Regions from separate parts of the Mus musculus genome. Here region 1 is linked to region 2. The links are chromatin contacts, called in public Hi-C maps. All regions are on one chromosome and are shown on one strand. The core of a region is the stretch at or near the end of the contact, and the rest is flanking DNA. Distances in the headings are between cores, read along the strand shown.

Region 1 (3,076 bases), core at 99-2,598, 480 kb before region 2:
GGAAATGAAATCATTAAGAACTCCCTGGAAGGCAGCGATTTCTAAGCACATCTGAGCTTAGGTGCCATCACCATGAGCTGATCCATGTGTAGGTAAGCTTTGTTCTTGTACTGATGAGTTTAGACCTTCCTTGCTCGAGCCCCACTTCTCCCTTTTGAAATGTGCTCACTTAAGAAGCACATAGTATTAAAAACAAAGTGTAGGCACTCACAGTTAAGAGATTACCTTGAGTCTTAGAAGTGATTTTGAATGTGAGACTTTTGGACAGTTTTGGAACTGAAAAACTACAGAGACTTCTGAAGTTGATCCAAATGCATTTTGCATAAAATGGCCTTAAGCCTGTGGGGGCGAGGTTAGAGTGTGATAGTTTGGGTGTAGCATGCCTCACAGAGGCTAGTGTACTTGAATGCTTTGTCCCCAGTTGGTGGCACTGTTAGGGATCCTTTAGGAGATGGGGCTTAGCAGGAGGAACTAGGTCATTGGGGGCAAACTTTGAGGTGTATAGCCCAGTTATGCGTCTAATTTGATAGTGATTATGTAACTAAGACATAGGCCATGTAAGTAACCATTGAAAAGGTACTTATGAACTCCCAGAGGCTCTTTCCTCTCTGGTTCCGCTCTCAAGACACTGCATGAAATTTTTACGTTGGAATACACACACATATGGACATTTAATATTGTATTTCCCCTGGAACGAGAATTCAGAAACTTGGCTGTCAATGGTACTGTTTCTCTCACAGGCTCCATTTCTGATACTCAAGGAGAAACGCTGCCTTCATTCAGGCTGACCAGCCAGACTAAAGAAGTAGCTACAGAACTGTCTGCATGACATCCGTCATAAAGGGCTGGCAGGTGGAGGACACTTGTGGATTGAGAATCTTAACTGCTGGGTTTTGATTGCTCTGTTTCTGAGTAAATTTTCATTTACCTTCACTCATCGCTATGCTTCAACTAAGAAGGATAAAACTCTATCTTGAGATGATTTACCTTCAGCTTTTATAACATTAGAATTTGATATAAAAGCCGTAAAATTCCATCTTTGTCCCGATTGTTTCTAACTTGACTGTTTTGTTGCCTCTCTGCACCAATTGTCTAGACGTAATTACTTAGAAAGTTATTTTATTTTTATATCATTTGTGGGCTAGGAAATATTTTGTCTGAGGTTCAGAATACTTCTTCCTTTATATTTGTAAGGAAAATTTTTGTAAAGTGGAAGGCAAATATTTAAAAAATGTATCCCTATGGTGATGTCATGTTCAAGGGAAAACATACTTGGGATGTGAAGTATTCCCATCAGGAAGTAGGAGATCTTACATCTGTACTGTTAACCCCAAGAGGTTATCACATGGTAGTAGCTGATTGTACAAGGGATGACTTCTAACAGGGCGTTGGCAGGCAGGCTGGCCAACAGTCAGAGGTCAGCGCATAAATATTTATAGAGGAAATGAATGCTTTCACTATCAAACAGCTTTTACAAATGTGCAAAGAAAGACTAATGCGGAGGATTAAGACACTGTGTACATGAGAAAAGCCAGATATCAATTGTCCTGTTGGAATGTTACATGGTGTCAAACGCCAACATATAATGATACAGTGTGGGCCATCTATAGAATTTCCATAATTCAAGGAGAGATAACCTAAATAAACAACTGAAGCCAGGCCAAAAAGTTTAGAGAAATATGCATCATATGAGAAAGTCAAACATAATGAAGGCTTTTTAGAATGTGGGATGTTGGTTAACTACTAAGCAACATGTAAACTTTCCCTGGGAAACTCAAGATGCTTTCCAGTATCATGCTAAGTAGCAATACCACTTTTAAATTTCCTTTAGACCAAAGATATATTGTGCCAAGGCCCCTTATCTGCTGCTCCTGTCTAGGTTCAGATATTCAAAGCCATTAGTGTGTCTGGATAAGGACAGTGGAAAATGACAGGAAGAGCTTGGTTTCAGGTAGTCCTTGGCTCATTGGAAAATCAGTACTGAGTGGTAGTTAGACATATTTTAAAGTGAAAAGGATTTCAGGTATAACCACTCCCTTCACCCTTATTAGCTCTGCTGTGCCCACAAGTCTCAAAACTGCAGTTTTCCCTTCTTTTGTAAAATGGGGACAGTTCACAGGGTCAATGTGAGGACTAAATGAGATTGTGACAGTTAATCCTTTAGCACACTTCCTGGCATAAGACCATTGTTCCAAAATAGTCGTTATTGTATTATGGAATTAATGACAAGAAGATGGGGTCACCTTTTATTTCATTCAGTTCACGAAGTGCAACTTGATTTTTCTGAGCGTGCTGACAAGTGTTCTCAGGGACCAATGTCAATGTTTTCAAGCCTAATGGGAGAGCCAGAAGAGGCAGACAGCAGACTTCTAAGCTATAAAGTAAGAAAAGCGGTTATGTAGGCCAAGAGCTGCCTGACACCAGTGGCTCTGGGTCTGGCTTACACAATGGTTGATGTTGACTCCTTGCTTCATTGCTATGGGGAATGCATACTTCAAGAAGGCCTGGTCTCAGTGGACACAGAAGCACTGTGGATTCAGGGAAAAGTCACAAAGTAGTCACGTCAGGCCACAGGCGACTTCAGGTACTGCCAGACAGCTGACTGCTTTCATTACACAGATTGAAAAGCTACAGTTGAGGATTTCTGTCTCCACTTCTAAAGATCAGAGAGAAAAAATACAATCAGCAAATAAGTTATGAACATCTGCTTTGGGCAGTGGTAAGAAAACCAGAAAATACAAATTTTATGTCAAGATTATCTTCTTTCCCCTCTTCCTTAAAGTTTTTCTTTTAATCAATAGTAGATAGATTACATTTAATCTAGAGCAGAATTATTACACATGAAGAAAGATATTTTATAAATCAGTAGTTAAGATCTATGTACCAAGTTACATGGCACCAACATTAGTAAAAAACAGACAAGAAGAGACTGAAAGAGTAATGTACAGAATGTATAGAGGTTGATGTTCATTTCATTCCATAACCAGTCAACTTGTTGGGAAGAATCATAGGAGACCTTGATTTCAAAATTAGCAGGATAAATCTAATTAACAGATATTAACTAGTTACTAAATTC
Region 2 (3,228 bases), core at 27-2,526:
GGGCTACCCCAGCCTTGGGTAATGCGCCTCTGTGTCACCCGGTCAGAGGTAGGCCTTGTGGTTTCTCATTATCCTTCACGGGGTTCCACACGGACTAATTCTTGTCATTCCATCCATACCAAATCCTTCTGCCCCCCCCCCCCCCACCACCAACAGAAAAGGCATCTGGAGGTCTGAGCCCACAGCGGTGGCAACTCCCTGTTCCCTCCGCTGGGAGAGACCAGGACAGACTGATAAATTCGTGGGGATGCACAGAGCAGAGAAGGAGGCAGCTTGGGCTTCTCTAAGGGTAAGACCCTTCCTGACTCACTTATTCCTTTGGTCAAATACTTCCTGTGAGGTCAAGGACGCCAGCTGAGACTTGGCTAGAAAGACCCAAAGGCCTCACTTTCTTACACAGGTAGAAACAACCAATCTGAGATGCGGACAAAAGTAATAGGTTATTTCTCTTATTCCCTCCTCCCCCAATCCACAGAACACTTGTGAACAGATAAGCATTTCCCCTCCTTCCACGTCCTATCAAAACCAAGGAGATAAAACAAAACAAAACAAACAAAGAACCAAAGCCATAATAAAAGAAAGAATCCTTCTTGTCTAGTCTTTCCAGGCTGGCAAGGCAAAGTGTGAAACCCTTAGCTGCTTCTGGGTTGGGGGTTGGAAGGTTCTGGGAAGGCTGGGCTGCTTCTTACTGTGCTCCTACTTTCAGGCTGTCCCCCACCTGTGGCCTCTTCCAAGCCAGCTCCTGCTCCTTTCTCGGCAGTCAGGCCTCCCTCCATGGTCCCTGGCCCAGGTGGCGGGACAGCACCGCTACCTACAGCCGCAGGACTCCACCACCATGTCCTCATACTGCTTGTAGACTACATTATTGCCCGCGTCGATGTACAGGATGCTAATGGGAGTCAGTTTGGTGGGAACGCAGCAGCTAGGCGGGGTGGAGCCCGGGTCCATGGAGTTCATCAGCGTCTGAATGATGGCATGGTTAGTGGGCTCAAGGTGCGAGCGCAGCGGAAAGTCGCACACGCCCTCGCAGTGATAGGCCTCGTACTCTAGGGGCGCGATAATCCAGTCGTCCCAGCCTAACTCCTTAAAATTCACGTGCAGAGGCTTTCTGCTGCAGCGCAGCCTGGACTTCTTGCCATGTCGCTTGCCGTGACGGCTGGCGAAGGCGGTGCGTCGCCGCCGGCGGCCGGGCGAGGGCAGCCAAGACCCGGCGTCTGGGGAGCCCGACGGCGCTGGCCATGACCCCTCGGCTCCCGCAGCCTCTGCAGAGCCCAGCTGCTCATGCATCTCAGTGAACAGGTTCTTGCGCTGCGATCTGGTGAACACTACAAGCAGGGCGCGCTCCTGGGGCGGCCTCACCCTCCGACCGAAGCCCAGACTCCGCAGGTCCAGAGGCGGTGGCTGCTGGGGACCCCTCGCGCGCGCCCCCGTATCCCCGGCGTCCAGCTCACCCCAGGCTGCCCGCAACTCCAGGCACAGCTGCTTCCAAGGCTGAGGGCGCAGGCCCTGCCACACGTCGAAGACTTCCCAGCCGGCCTGGGTTGGTCCCTGAGGATCCAGGGTCCTGGCGTCCAGTAGCAATGGGGATAAACAAGGGAAGAGCTGCAAGTGCAGCGGTCGGGCCGGTAGCCCCCAGGGCGTTGGGGGCGCCTGGCGATAAAGCCTTAGCTCTGCGCCCACCAGCTCTTCTTTGTCTGAGAGTGTGGACACATCAAACAAATACTTCTGTCTCCGGAGAGGAGTGTGCGAGAGATCGTCTGCGAGATAAAAAATAATTACAGTCAGTTTCACTTACGGGGAGATCAGCCCGGTGCTCTTCGGCAATCCCCAAGAGGAAGAGGGAAGGAGGGGGGCAGGCAGCCTGGGAGTCCAGTTCAGCGGCCCCAGGCTCATGCCTGGACCATACCTACACTGTGTGGTAAGGAACCACAGCAGGCTGGACTTCCTCCTCATCTCAGCTGCTGGCTGGGACAGAAGTTTGTACTCCTATTGTAAGAGGCGGCCGGCCTCCCTGGGCTCCCTGTCAGCAGGCTGTGTAACCACTAATATGCCCTTGTGGCCGCAAGTCTGGGCTATGCTTCCCTAGCCATTCTGTCCAGTAACTCTCAGCATTAACGCCTCAAATGTTCCCTCTTCCAAGGGGTCATCCCACACCACCTTGATCCAAAACAGCCTCCCTGGCCCAGTATCATAAGACCTTGGCTTATTATCTTTCTGCCACTTAAAATTATCTACAATTATCCCGTCTATATTTGTCATGAGGTCTGTCTTTCCCAAGCACTGGGCAACTGCCACCAACGTATAGAAGCGAAGATGATAGCAAGTCCTTGCTTTCCACAGACCCACAACGCTGGGAAACCTAGAACACACACAGGACAATAGACGTGAAACTTGTAGAAGCATGATTTTCAATTTGCCCTTTAAAAGTATCACTGACAGAGTCTGATTGTCCAATCGATATCTAAGAACAGGACTTGGGCATGAGGCTTTTGGGTACTTAATATAAACCCACTTCCTTCAGACTCCAAAGTGATTTATAGTTAATAATCGTTCTATAAACCCACTAGTCCAGGGTCATATTGCTACCCCCACTACAGTGTCGCTGGGATGTTCTAGGGCCAGCGTGATGCAGACAGGGTGGAGAGTCGCTGTGTCACTTCTTTCTTTTCCAATCTTTTTCTTCCTTCCTTCCAACAAATAAAAGAGTGATGCAGCTTTCGGAAGTAAAGACAAACTAGCACTTTTATCTATTGAGATCTTTCCGTCCATCCGTGGGAAATAGGCATTCCTGGAAAGAGAAAACCTCGACCAGAGATACCTAGACACAGGCAGGGACATGCCCCACCCCTTCTCTCCACCACCCAATCTGATATTCTGTTTTTCAATCAATCCCAAAGATTCATTTCTTGGTTACAAGTGAGAAAAATACATTTGTGAACCATACAGCCTGGCAGACTCTAAAAATTCCAAGGCAAATTCTTTAGGACGAATGGAATATTAGACCTCTTTTTCTGACACATTTGTGCATGCAGCCAACATCACTTCAACGTGCAAGGCAGAAAGCTAAGCAGATTTTCCTGGGCTGCCTTCCCATAAAATGTTTACAACCCAGCAAATACAAAAATCCCCAAAGCCCCCTGCTTTCCCCAGAAGCTAGTAAAGTTTGGGTCAATTTCAATAGTAAAAGTATGGCCAGATCCATTCCGACCCTCACTGCCTGTCCAGATG

Evidence for each region. A called contact is a pair of places that touch in the nucleus more often than the background predicts.
Region 1: a Hi-C map of ventricular fibroblasts shows a contact between it and region 2, with 2.4 times the contacts expected there. The contact joins two enhancer-like sites. A contact is called at or near these places in 1 of 484 Hi-C or Micro-C datasets (ventricular fibroblasts), 2 of 115 datasets of contacts at active chromatin or transcription factors (embryonic forebrain and embryonic limb bud) and 1 of 9 other capture datasets (embryonic stem cells).

Annotation. Positions count from the first base shown.
Region 1 is chr4:10,336,038-10,339,113 of GRCm38.p6, reverse strand. No RefSeq gene overlaps it. Among named protein-coding and RNA genes, the nearest start is that of Gm46879, 72 kb to the left of the region's middle. Within about 2 kb of position 1,348, at least 4 of the 459 cell types and tissues checked have an H3K27ac peak or open chromatin away from gene starts, as enhancers often do.
Region 2 is chr4:9,857,864-9,861,091 of GRCm38.p6, reverse strand. Gdf6 (growth differentiation factor 6) reads right to left here. Exons shown (of 2, transcript NM_013526.1): 2 at 1-1,757. The coding sequence ends at 808. Among named protein-coding and RNA genes, the nearest start is that of Gdf6, 15 kb to the right of the region's middle. Within about 2 kb of position 1,276, at least 32 of the 459 cell types and tissues checked have an H3K27ac peak or open chromatin away from gene starts, as enhancers often do.